2 separate regions of the Rattus norvegicus genome follow, and region 1 is linked to region 2. A link is a contact called in public Hi-C data. All regions are on one chromosome and are shown on one strand. The core of a region is the stretch at or near the end of the contact, and the rest is flanking DNA. Distances in the headings are between cores, read along the strand shown.

Evidence for each region. A called contact is a pair of places that touch in the nucleus more often than the background predicts.
Region 1: a contact with region 2 is called in a Hi-C map of liver, with 4 times the contacts expected there. The contact joins the enhancer-like site here to the promoter of Ccng2 in region 2. A contact is called at or near these places in 2 of 12 Hi-C or Micro-C datasets (liver and mammary epithelial cells).

Annotation. Positions count from the first base shown.
Region 1 is chr14:15,360,164-15,366,311 of GRCr8, reverse strand. No RefSeq gene overlaps it. Among named protein-coding and RNA genes, the nearest start is that of Sowahb, 50 kb to the right of the region's middle. Within about 2 kb of position 2,286, at least 14 of the 93 cell types and tissues checked have an H3K27ac peak or open chromatin away from gene starts, as enhancers often do. A contact at or near this core is called in liver, where this site is marked.
Region 2 is chr14:15,095,401-15,101,745 of GRCr8, reverse strand. Ccng2 (cyclin G2) reads left to right here and starts at 4,556. Exons shown (of 8, transcript NM_001105725.2): 1 at 4,556-4,738; 2 at 5,540-5,677; 3 at 6,165-6,302. The coding sequence starts at 5,540.

The sequences.
Region 1 (6,148 bases), core at 1,037-3,536, 270 kb before region 2:
TGTTGTGGGGACCTCAGTAACGGTGAACGGCCTCCACTTCTATACAGAAAGTGGAAAAACAAATACTGGGACCAATTAACGGCCAACCTCAGAGGATGATGTCAACTTGGCAATGGAGTCTATTTTCTCTCCCTTCTTCCTTCTTAGTTGAATTCCATATTTTTTTTAAGGTTTATTTTATGTGTATAAATGGTTTGCCTGCATGTGTGCTTGTGCACTCTGTGCATACCTGATTCCCACAAAGGCCAGAAGAGGGCGCCAGATCCTCTGGAGTTAGGAACAGTTGCCAGCTGCCATGTGGGGGCCATTCTTATTCAAACCACCACAAGGTGACTCTAGTTTGCGTCAAGTTGACAAAAACTAACCGGCACACTTACCTCTTGATTCCTGTCTGTGGATGGCCTGGACCTGCGCCCTCTGACTAAATCCTCGAAGCCAACCGAAGTGACCGATGTAGCATTGGCAAACTACGGTGGTGCTCTAGTCTCAACGCCTACCCCAAGCCATTTGACAGCAGGTCCCCTCCCACAGCCTACAGCCAATCCTCGAAGGTTTTGAACCCTTCCAACCTGTTTGCCCACGCCCAGGAGTCGAGAGCTGAAAGAGCAAATGGACCTCGAAGCTTTCAACATTGTTGCTCTCTTGAGCCTTCCCTCTTTTTTTTTTTTTTATTTCTCAAGCCCAGTCCTATAAATGTGAGAGGAAAGGAGGGGAACTGGACTGGCAGCTGAGAGAATCAAGTCTACTTATACCACAGAGAGCAAGGTTTACGGAAAACTACAGGAGATTCCGGTGTTTTCGGAGCCCCGGTTTGGAGACTCCGCCCTCACGCCTCACTGCCTGCCTACAATCTGAGCAAAGCTGAAAGAAGACATAGGGAGGAGACAAAAATAGCCCTGGCAAGGGGGCAGCCATGGGTCCAGGAAGCAAGAGGGATGACTAACTAAGCCCTAAGATGTTTCTTACATCCCCCTCCTTCTCCCTTCGTGTCTCTGCTTCCCACCTCACTACCATGGCTGGGATCAAAACACGTTAACAACAGTTGGCAAGGGGCTGGTGAGAAGGCTCAGTGGTAAAGGCACTTGCTGACCAAGCCTTTCAACTTGAGTTCGATCCCAAGACCCACAGGGGAGGGTGGGAACTGACCCTGAAAGGTCGTCTGTTGTTTGACCTCCACACATGAGCTGTGGCATATACACATACATGTAAATAAATAAATAAATAAATAAATAAATAAATAATAAGGAATAATTTTAAAATTGGCAAGAGCTGGGTGTGGTGATAGGTGGCTGTAATCTCAAGTTTTGGGGGACGGGGGGGGGGTGAGGTAAAAGGATTGCCAGAGGGTTGTGGCCAGCCTGGGCTACAAAGTGAGAACGAGACCAGCCAGGGCTATATAGCAAGGAGGACCTGCCTTGGAAAAACATTTTTAAAAATCAAAAGTAGGCCAGATGTGGTGATGCACGACTTTAAACCCAGGAGGCAAAGCCAGGCATGTTTCTGAGTTCGAGGCTAGGCAGGGCTACGTAGAGAAACCCTAAAAATAAAAAATAAAAAATAAAAAAGTTGGTTGGGTAAGAATAGAGTCCATCCCGAGCCACTAAACTTCATTGTTTCCTGTCTTTGGTACTTAGTAAAACCTTAGAAGTCCACACTGCATCTACATTTACATGTGGATTCCTTCAGGCCTAAAACAGCAAAAGAATTCAGCTTGTTACATAAACTCAAACTGTGGCCCAGCGCTCTGCTCTCTCCTTTACGAGGAACACGTTTAGGTGTTAGAAAGATGTCTAGGAAAACAAATTCAAGCAAAGCAATTAGGTAGCGCAAGTCAAAAAATAGTTTAGAAAGGCCATCGATAATTAGATCTACAATCTGTGACAAAAATCACTTTCTTTTTGGATTTCTGTGAAATGCATTTCTGAGGTACTGTGGTTGCTCATGCTGATTCGGCTACAAAAGCCCCTCCCCCTCCAGCCCCCTCATCTCCCGCCTACCCTCTGGGATACTTCACATTCAGAGGAAATCACCGTGATTGCATATTGTGTAGCTCTCCAGTCCTCAGCTGTGAAGCCCCTCTTGGGTCACAGTGATGCTGGTCATTTAACCTGCCCAAAGGGATGGGCTCATCCGGCTAGCCAGCCTCCCAGCGGGTGACTTCACAGGGCTGTTACTCAACAGCCTCTGGGCTTAGGCATCCTCTCACTGTCTTACAGTTGGTCCTGGAGAAGACCCAAGGCCAGGCGGTCTGGAGAGCCATTTCAAGCATTCAGCTGAACCTGCACTTTGCACAAAGGCCGCTCGCTCTCTCTCGAGGATCCTGCAACTCTGCAGTGCCCTGGGCTCCTTGGGAGGGAGGAGGAATTCAGTCAGCAGTTCTTCCTGGCCTTGCTTCTTGGGTCAGTGAACCTAGTGGGAAACGCTGGATTCTTCCTTGTCCCCTTGTAATGACAGAGCAAGCTACGTAGTGGGAAGGCGGCTTCGGGCTTTACGAGGGTTTCCGGATGGGAGCTGCCTACAGGGGCTGGGGGAAGGAATGGGGCAGATACACATCGTGGGTTTCCGTATTTCCCTGAAGAGACAGACATCTGTTACCAATCTCTCACTGGTCCTGCTGTGCTTCTAAGACGCAGAAGGCATCTTGGAATCAGCTCTTCAGATTTAAATTTTTAACCATCAAGAACCTGGCTTTCTCTGCCTTGATTTTCTGACCCCCAGCTCCCAAAGTGAGTTATTTAAATCAAAGTCCTGATTTCCTTCTGTGGCCCTAAGAGAATGTGCCTCCTCCTTTTCTCGTGTGCCGGGCTTCAGGGGTGTCCACCCGTGTCTGCTTTAATATTTTTCTGGCTCAGTTCCTCCAACCATCTGGCTGCCTCTCCAACCATCTGACCCCATGTGTTCCCATCTGACACTGCTTCCCTGGGCTCCATACGGAGCTGCCCCTGTAAGTGCCTTACTGAGGAAAGTTGGGAGAGAAGCCTGTGTGGAGCCCACCCCCACCAGAGGCTTTCCAAGGCTAAGTCATTCAAGTCACTGCCCTTTACTGAAGCTTCTGAAATGATTTTTTTTTTAAAGTTGAAAAATGTGGATATCTCAGTCAGTAAAGTGCTTGCCTCGCAAACATAAGGACCCTAGTTAAAGCCTCCGAGCCTACATTTTAAAAGCCCGTGTAGTCCAGATGCTGGGGAGACAGAAGCAGGAGCATCCCCAGGGCTCTCTGGTCATCCAGCCCAGCCTAATTGATGAGCTCCATGCTAAAGAGGCACCGTGTCTCAAAGGACATGGATGGTATTCGTGAGGAGGACTCCTGAACACAATGCATGTATGCATGAAACCCCGCCCACAAATACACAACACGCAGATAAATATTAATAATTCTTAAAAGTTGAAAAATGCTCTGTTATGATTGAAAGGCAAAAGGCCTCCACAGGGCCGTGTGTTTGAATGCTTGGTTTCCGGCTCATGGCGCTCGGTTGGGAGGTTGTGGAACCTTTAGGAGGTGGGGCTTAGCTACAGGAAGTGGATTACGAGGGGCGGGCCCTCGTGGTTCTATGCCCGTGCTATGTCCAGAACTTCTTGCTTCCTGGACTACACAGTCATCGGCTCCTCCATGCATGACTTTCCCTACTACCATGGCTACACCCTTTCAAACTGTGAACCCAAGTCTCCCTCCTTTAAGTTGTTTCTGTATGGTGTTTTGTTACAGAGATAAGAAAAACAGCATGCCCCCCCCCCCCCAAATCACACAGATTGTAGAACAGTGAAAAGTTTACACCAGGCCTATTCTTTCTTTTTTTTTGGAGCTGGGGACCGAACCCAGGGCCTTGTGCTTGTAGGCAAGCGCTCTACCAGTGAGCTAAATCCCCAACCCGGGCCTATTCTTTCTCAACACACATTAGCAATGGAAGCGGACTGTTGGCCAGAGACGCTGTCCAAAGTCTAACTGCGATCCTTGTCTGTCTACTGCCCCTTGAAGAACCTCACATCTTAAAGAACATCTTGTTTCTTACCTGGCCCTCAACCAGATGCTTGCAAAACTGAGCAGTGAGATAGAATGATGGATCAGCTGGTGTCAGCCCCTTCCTATGCTCAAAAAATGGGTTCACACCTGTTGCTGTAAAATTATAAAAAATGGCTTTCTTTTACCCCACACTAGATCCAGAACTGCAGTGCCCCAAGATATCTGGTAGATATCTTCATCTCAGTCAGCAAAGCATCTCACCCACTCTGCTCCATCCCATATCACACTGCCGATGGCTTCTCTCTGAGCCTGGCAGCAATCTCTCTACCTATCTAGTTCCCAAGGCAGGTTGCCACCATGCCAGACATATACATCCCAATTCCATGGTGGCTTAGTGTCTCCAGCTGCCACACACTCTCTTAAACTTAAATCGTCACGTGAAAGAACACACAACACAGTAACCTCTGATCCAATTGATAAGATACAATTGCCCACCTAAACATACAAATCCCTATACACATCCATCCCTTAAGAATATTCATAACAACCTGTAAATGTGCAGAGAGGAATCTTAACATCCGCCTCCATGTTCTCTCAGCGGCTTCACCTCCAGTCCCCTTCCATTCCCGTCTCCTCCTCTTCCCTCAGACTTTTCTCCCGCCCATCCTTCCTTCTCGTCCAATGACAGGCCTCGTTCTATCCTGTACCTGCCTTCACCTGTGTGACATCCTACACAACCCCATTCCCTGTTCTGAGAGGTCTCACTACATAACCCAGGTTGGTAGTGAACCACAGTCTTCCTGTCCTGTAGGAGCTGGGACCTCAAGTAAGTGCTTCCATCCCTACCTGAGACCCCCAAGTTCTCAAAGAGGACCTGGACCACAGCCTTTGCCGGGTCCCTGATGAGGACATGGGCTTGTTTCACTCTTACACCCATGACTGGTTTTCCAACCTCCACAACAATGTTCGACAAATTTTTAAGTTAATAAAAATGCTGTAATGTTTGTATCCTTTGAAAACAATGAGTAGACCATTGGTGACTATGGGGGAGGGACTATGGGTAATCCAGAATCACTCTGCCAATCTTTCTACTGCTGGATTTGTTTGCACTTCTATAATTAGAAAACGAAACACAAATGAACTGTTCTTGGATCTATATTTACTTTCAATAGTAGGATGGAGAATAAAATGTTCTAAATTCTTCTTTAGAGGTTAAGAAAACAACCATTTACCCTCTTCTATTTCCTGTCTTCTAGAAAAACTCTCACTTTGTGTGCATGTTCGACTGTTGGTTTTTTTGTTTGTTTTTTTGTTTTTTTTTTAGTCAAATGAGACCAATATGACCACTAAAATTATTGGGTTTGCACTGAAAATATTGCTTTGAACCCGTTGGCATCACCGGGAAAAAGAGACCGTTTGTAATTGAGACTATCAATGCCTCACTGACGCCGTAGAAAACAAGATGTGAGAATGAGCTGTGGACTTCCTGTTGAGTTTAGAGTTAGCCCTAACACTGACAGAACCAAGAAAGGCTCAGAAAAGCAGCATCCTGCCCTGGGGGAGAGGCAGCAAGGCAGGCTCTCAGAGGGTGCAGCTCCTGAGGATCCCAGAAAAATAAGAGGAATTTCACTAGGGTGTAGGCTGGGAGGAGGTAGAGATATCAAGAAGGAACTCGTGATCTCAGATCCCTGTGTGTAAAGCCGTGTGTCCAGGTATGTATGTGGCATGTACACCTCTGGGGACGGGGACACTGGGAAGAGGCGAAGGAACAATTGTAAGAAAGGATCTTGTAAGCTGAGTGCTATGGTCTGAATGGTCAAGAGGTGAGGCCTTGGGGTTGGGGATTTAGCTCAGTTGTAGAGCGCTTGCCTTGCAAGCGCAAGGCCCTGGGTTCGGTCCCCAGCTCAAAAAAAAAAAAAAAAAAAAAAAAAAAAAGAGGTGAGGCCTTTTGGCAAGTGAGGCTCCACCCTTCTGAATGGGATTATAATGCTGTAATGGGAGACTCAAGGGAGTATGGTACTCCTACCAACCCAAGATGGCGTCTGTGAGGCAGCGTGAACCCCATCAGATACCAAATCAGTTGGCATTTTGACCCTGGACTTCCCAGTCTCCCCAGAACCGAAAGCAGTCAATGTCTGTGGTTAGAAAGTGCCCCAGTCCAGGGCACCTTGTATAGGAGCATGAGCC
Region 2 (6,345 bases), core at 3,307-5,806:
TTTGTGGTTAAACACAATTCCTTCGGTAAACATCATGAAAAATCTTAATAGCTCATTGTGTGGGCAAATTGTTTCCATGAACAAAGTAGTCATAACCAACACCCCTTCCCCCCTTTTACATTAGAAAGCTGACGTTCAGAACAAAGTGAGCTATTGAAGGAGTATCTCTAGTGTGTAGGAAAGCTAGAACCCAAAGCCATTGTGGTACCTGGGGTAGCATTTCTGCCTGAGTGTAGCTGCATTAGGACAGAACCTGTGACCTTCTTTTACTTATTTTTGTATTTCTGAACTCTTAGTGTATATTCATTAAATCTTTGTCGTACAGGGTTTGGAGACGGGGCCTTGATGTTGGAACCCTAGTCCAAAACACGCAAGTGTTCCCTAGATTAGATTGGCAGCATTGGCAAAGTCCTTCAGTGTGTCCGCTGAAGGAAAGGCTGAGATTTGCTGGCAGGTCTCGTGAACTGTAGACTGGCATCAGAGCCATTATATAAGTATAGATGATCATGGACCGTTGCTCTTCCTGCCTCCGCCCCAGATTACAGGCATGTGCTACCACGAGTGGCACGAGTCATTATTTCTAAGGAGAAAGACGCTGTTTGGAAAGCAATAAGGATTCAGATGCCCTTATTCAGTCTAGAGATGCTAGGCTATGACTCACTTAGATGACCTTGAAGCAGCCCTTCGGGGACACCCAGTTTTCTTCTGGTTGGAAGCTGGCTGCAAGCAGTTTAGAGGACACCCCTCCGAATCAAGAGTGGGCTTTGTTGTTGAGTGGCTGCTGCTGCTGCCGTTTCCTGTCTAGTTCCCATCTTCCGATTTCAGTCTCTCCGTTCTATGTCATGCCTTCAGAAGGGCCACTGCTGATAATGTGCCACCTAATCCTAGTGTTATAGAACTATCATAAAAAGCCCTCTACTGTAGTGAGTGACTGTCTCTGGCTATTGCTCAAAGAGGAGTCAGCCAATAATAAAAGATTTTAACTAGTCTATATATACCTTAGACATATGCACTCCACATAAGCTGTCATCCTTAAATTTCTTCCAGGTCCCAGGTCATACGTTGAAAAATTTGAACAGAGACAGGAGACTGCAAGTCTGGCCACTTGTTCAGACGGGAGATTTACACTGCAAAGACATTGGCGGAATTATTTAAACACACCAGTGTTGCTATTTTCAAGCAGCTGTGACTCAGGTTCATCTTGCCCATCTGTCAGAACTATGCTTTCTTCTGATAAGAGCACAGGGAACTTGTGGTGGTTGTGACCCTGTTCTGCCCCCTCAAGCTGCCCCTTAGAGGCATGGTCTTTGATGTGGGGATATCCTAATAGACAGTTGAAAGTCAGGACTGGCTCCTTTAGTTGTGGAAATGGAGCCGGCTGCATTCGAGGCCAGTCTTGGTGAACAAACATTAGCAGAGACTTTCGCAGCAACCCTCAGCTTCAATTACAGAACAAAGCTTCCTTTCAATTTCTGAGGAGCCTGGTTCTACATTACTATCTCTCCATCATATTGGAGGCAGCACCATAGAATTTGATAGATTCTACATTCTATAACTTGATAGGTCCCAAGCAAGTTTATTAGTAAATCCCTCATAGTGTCAGTTTTCCTACGTCCAGTTCCTCCTACTCACTACCGCAACCCCTGTCACTGCACTGAAGAAGACCCAGTATCACATAATAAAGGGAATTCCCTCTATCTTTTTTGGGTGCTGAAAGAGTTTTCATTTCCTTATTTTTATTACGGGTGATTGTCTAGGAATGCGGTCTTCAAGAATTGCTCAGGAAAGCCCAAGATGAACCTAATGGGTAGTCTGATCAGCACTGGAAGAATGTCTTCTTTTAATAAACAGTGCCTACAGATCTGGTGCAGCTAGCGGAGGAGATAAGGTCCAAGGCCAGTCTGCAGAAAGGCTCATTTAAGGGAGAGGGAAGGGAAAGGGGGAGGTGGAGGGAGAGAGGGAAGGGACAGAGAGGGAGGGGGAGGGAGACACACATGGGGTTGGGGGGGAGAGAGAGAGAGAGAGAGAGAGAGAGAGAGAGAGATATTCAGCAAAAAGCAATTCTTCTCACTTCCTGGAAAAGTATAAAAGAAGAGGTTCCCATGGGGAGACAATGTAATTTGGGGCCAGTATGTTAAAAGGACTGCTGTCTTTTAATATTAAAGAGTTCAATGGACAGTGGTGGAAAGTTAGTCTCCCTTGTGCTGAGCAGTGAATTCACTAGTACAAAACAGCTCACTCTACAGGACTGTTCACATCATGTAAAAATCAGCGTATGTTTTGTATAACTTCTAGTGGGCTAAGAAAAGGATAATTTCTAGATCTTTTCCCCCTTCTGACGAGGTCTCACTCTGTAGCCTGGGCTAAGCTTGAACTCACCGCAATCCCCCTGCTTGCCTCAGTCTTCCAAGTGCTGGGTTTGCAGATGTAAGCCGTTGCACTTGGCTGGCTTTCTTCCCTTTTGTATGTTATTTATAAAAACGTCCCGCCACATCTTTTACACTTCCTCTTTCGAATCACATATTTTCTAGCCCAGGCTCCTTTTATACCTTTGCCCATCGGAAAACAAAGCTCTCCCCAGTCTCCATGTTCATTCAGCTCCTAAACTTCTCTGTGTGTCTTTTCATTTGATTTGGTGGTCGCTTCTTTCTCTCTCTGAACCCTGTTAGCTGAGTTCGTTCCCTGTTGCAAGCAGATGTACGTCTGAACTTTAATCATAGCTCCATTCTCTAAAGGAGTCGCCGGCTGCTGTGTGCGTTTATTAGCATGGACTTTGGCCCAGATGTACGTCACTAAAGTAATAATTTAAATAATGCTTAAAAGATCAACCACACCTTGAATAAAATTGTGTAACCTGTAAATCATTTATAAGTGGTATGCTAATTTTATTTTATGTTCTAAAACCAAGAAGGCCACACCCTTCTGAAACAGGAGTGCTAGCTAGGCCCTTTGGCATTCTTGTCCCCTGTTGCTCTGTGCTCCAAACAGATGTCTGAGTCTCATTCCAGATAATACACAAAGCCATCTATTTGACTAATTCTTCAGCTTGTTAAAGTTGTACTATGTGCCCTCTAAGTAGTTTAGAAGCTCCAAAGTGCCTCACGGAAAACACACATAAGAGTAGAAAACTCACTTCCAAGAGGCTAGCTGTTTAGAATTCATGAAGGTGCAAAGTTACCAATTTGCATGTTTGGTAGGAGGTAGAGATCTGAGAAAACAGAAAGTAAAACAAACAAACGAACGAACAAACAAACCAAAACCAAAACCACCTAGGGACTTTTCCTACCTCCTTACTGATACTCCACTCCGTGTGAAAGTTAGTTCTGCCTAAGGCATCTAGTTGGTTTGGTTTTTGCTCTGCCTTAGGAGAGGTGTCAGCTTAATAACAACGTTAATTATAATAGACAATAAATGATAATTTATGGGCGATCAAGAACCAAGCGGCTGTGGGAGCCTTCATTAAAACCGAAAGCAAACAGTACAACCATAATCTCTAGAAGCACGCTATTATACCTACTAGATATTTATATACCCTCGTCAATCTGCAGTTTTTATAGAAAAGTCCCTCCTTTGAACTTTTTTTATGGAAAAAAATGTCAAGGTCCACAAATGCATTAACAATTCTGTAACTCAGTCTCTACCACCCACGGCTTAACTTCAACAATTCAGCTGTGTAACCAAGTAGTTGAGCCTAGCTTCTTTTTTTTCTTTCCTGAGTCAAGAGTTTTTTGTTTTTTTAAAACAAATATCTCGGTAGGCATTTCAAGAAATGTTGTAGATTGACTGCTTATTGCATCGGTGGTACAACTAAGAAGCTGAGGACGCCCTTCTGCACTCGTGGAAACGCTGTTACAGAGTTATGTGACCCCAGATTTTCGGGGGTGTGACCAGAAGCGACAGTCTTGGGCCTCGCCTACACTTAGCTAGAGCCGATAGGCAACTGTGGACCCCGGCACGTAACCAAGCTCCACAAATGCCACCCACCCAAGCATGCGCAATCTAGACCCCGGAGTTGCTAAGGCCCCCGAAGAAGATAAGAGACTCAGGATATAATGAGAGCCAATCAGAGGACGCAACAGCCAATCGGCCAGCCAATCCAGATTCGAGATTAAATCAAGTCCTCAGCAGTCGGCTTGCCCCACCCCTATCCAATCAGGGAGCAGGCTACTTTGGGCGGACTTTTTAAAACAGCGAAAACAAAACAAATCGGGGACCTTTAAACGGTGTGAGGCGTCTAGAGAAGGTCTCCTTCCGCTCTCCGACCAGCTCTCTCATCTTTGCTCCCTTCCGGCTTCATCCTGAAATGAGGCTGAAATCTAGATTCCATTCCTCACCCTAGATCCTGGCTCGGCAAAGCCAAGAGGAAGAGAAAGGACTAGGAGAGTCTGGGTAATGAGGCTTGGAGCAGGGATTCTTTTTTTTCAGATCCACTGAATGAGGGAGAGAGGATCCCTCCGCGCGGAGTCACGCGCCCCGCCCCTTGGGGGCGTCGCAGACTCAAAACAAAAACAAGGGGTTTGCTCGGCTCGGGAGTCTGCGGCGGAGCGGGGAGGAGGTGGAGGTGCAGGGCGGGCGCAGCGCCCGGCTGAGGAGCAGCATGAAGCCCGGGCTGTGAGACCCGGCGGCGGCGGGGAAGTCGGATGCGGGTGTCGGGGCGCCGCTGAGCAGGCTGTCCCCTACCTCGGAGGAGGGTCCGGACGCCCCCGCCGCGCCGGTCCGCGACGCCGGGGCCGACACGGTGAGTGGGCCTCCCGGGTGGCTCCGGGTTTGGATTGCAGTCTGCTAGGACGGTAGAGTCCCCCAGTCGCATCCGAGGGACTGACAGGGGCTCCGGGATGTTGTGAGGCCACACGGGGGTTGACAGCCCGGGGACTCAGCACCGTTACTGAACCGAAGTATTAGGTTCCTGCTCGGCGCGGGCAGACTGGACTCCCCTTGTCCTCCCAGCACCTCCCAAGCTGGTGGGCCGCTCTGTCTCCACTTGCGGGGCTCCTTTAAGCTGCAGAAGCGTAGGGGACAGCTTGGAGGTGGGCTCCGGGACGGGTCCCGGGGCGGGGCTCCGAAGCCTCCTCCTTCCAGTTCTTTGTTCAGTCTCGAGACTCCCCCTCCCTTCTCTCCTATTGTGCAACGCCCCGCCCCAGAACCCGCTTCGGTGGCTTCAATCTTCCGGTCCCCCCGCTTTTCTCTAGGGCCTAGAGTGCAGGCAGAAGTCCCTGCTGTGCTATCCAGGTGATACGGACAGTAGGAGACATTACGCTCCTTGGACAGTTTTCCTGTTTGTCAAACGCCATCGGCCAGAGGGCTGGTCAGAACTAGCCCTGGCCAGCGGAGGTGACCGAGATCCTTCCCCCATGCCACGCCTCCTTGTCTTTAGGGGAGGATTCCCCAGAGGCTGGTCGACGTGACGGATCCCCTCACCCGGTTCTGGCTTGTGTGAGCTGGGGCGCCCCTAGCTGAGGGATCGCGGCCAAGTCTTTTTTCTCACACCCCCTTCATATCCTGAATATATTCTTAACCGGCCGCGGTGTATTTGCTGCAGATGAAGGATTTGGGGGCCGAGCACTTGGCAGGTGGCGAAGGGGTTCAGCTTTTCGGATTGTTGAACTTCTACCTGGAACAAGAACAGAGATACCAACCTCGAGAAAAAGGGCTGACCTTGATGGAGGCTACCCCAGAGGTAAATTTGAGAAGTGATAGGACTTGGGAATATTTTGTTTTTCCTCGGTTGAAAGCAGTACCAAAGGCCACAAAGTTAAATCCAAAATTGGCCTCCCCGGACTAAGAAAAACCTGAAACTGGGCAGGGTTATGCTTTTGTTTTCAGTGAATGTGGAAGTTATACCAAATGTACTGTTAGAGGCGTTTCTTCTGGTGGTGGGAAGTTCCTAGGGAATATTTATAATAGGATCTTAAATTATTTTAGAAAACAGAAACCTCATCAAAGAACTACTGTAACTGCCTGGAATGAACTGCCAAAGTTCTTCTGTAGTGGATACATTTTAGAAGCAGTGATGTATCTTTTATATCTGAACGTATACTGATAGCTTTAGCTTTAGGAGGTCACAGCATACACGGCAGTGGTGAAAACTGAAGGGAGAGTAGTTTTTGAAACTTCTCTATTCCATTCTAAGAAAATAAGCTTTGATTCTTGGTTTTTAATTTCAGAATGATAACACTTTGTGTTCAAGACTGAGAAATGCCAAAGTTGAAGATTTAAGAAGTTTAACTAACTTTTTTGGATCTGGCACTGAAACTTTTGTTCTGGCTGTCAATATTTTGGATAGATTCTTGGCCCTGATGAAGGTATTTAATCGGTTTTTATAAAATCTACATTGTATTTTATATC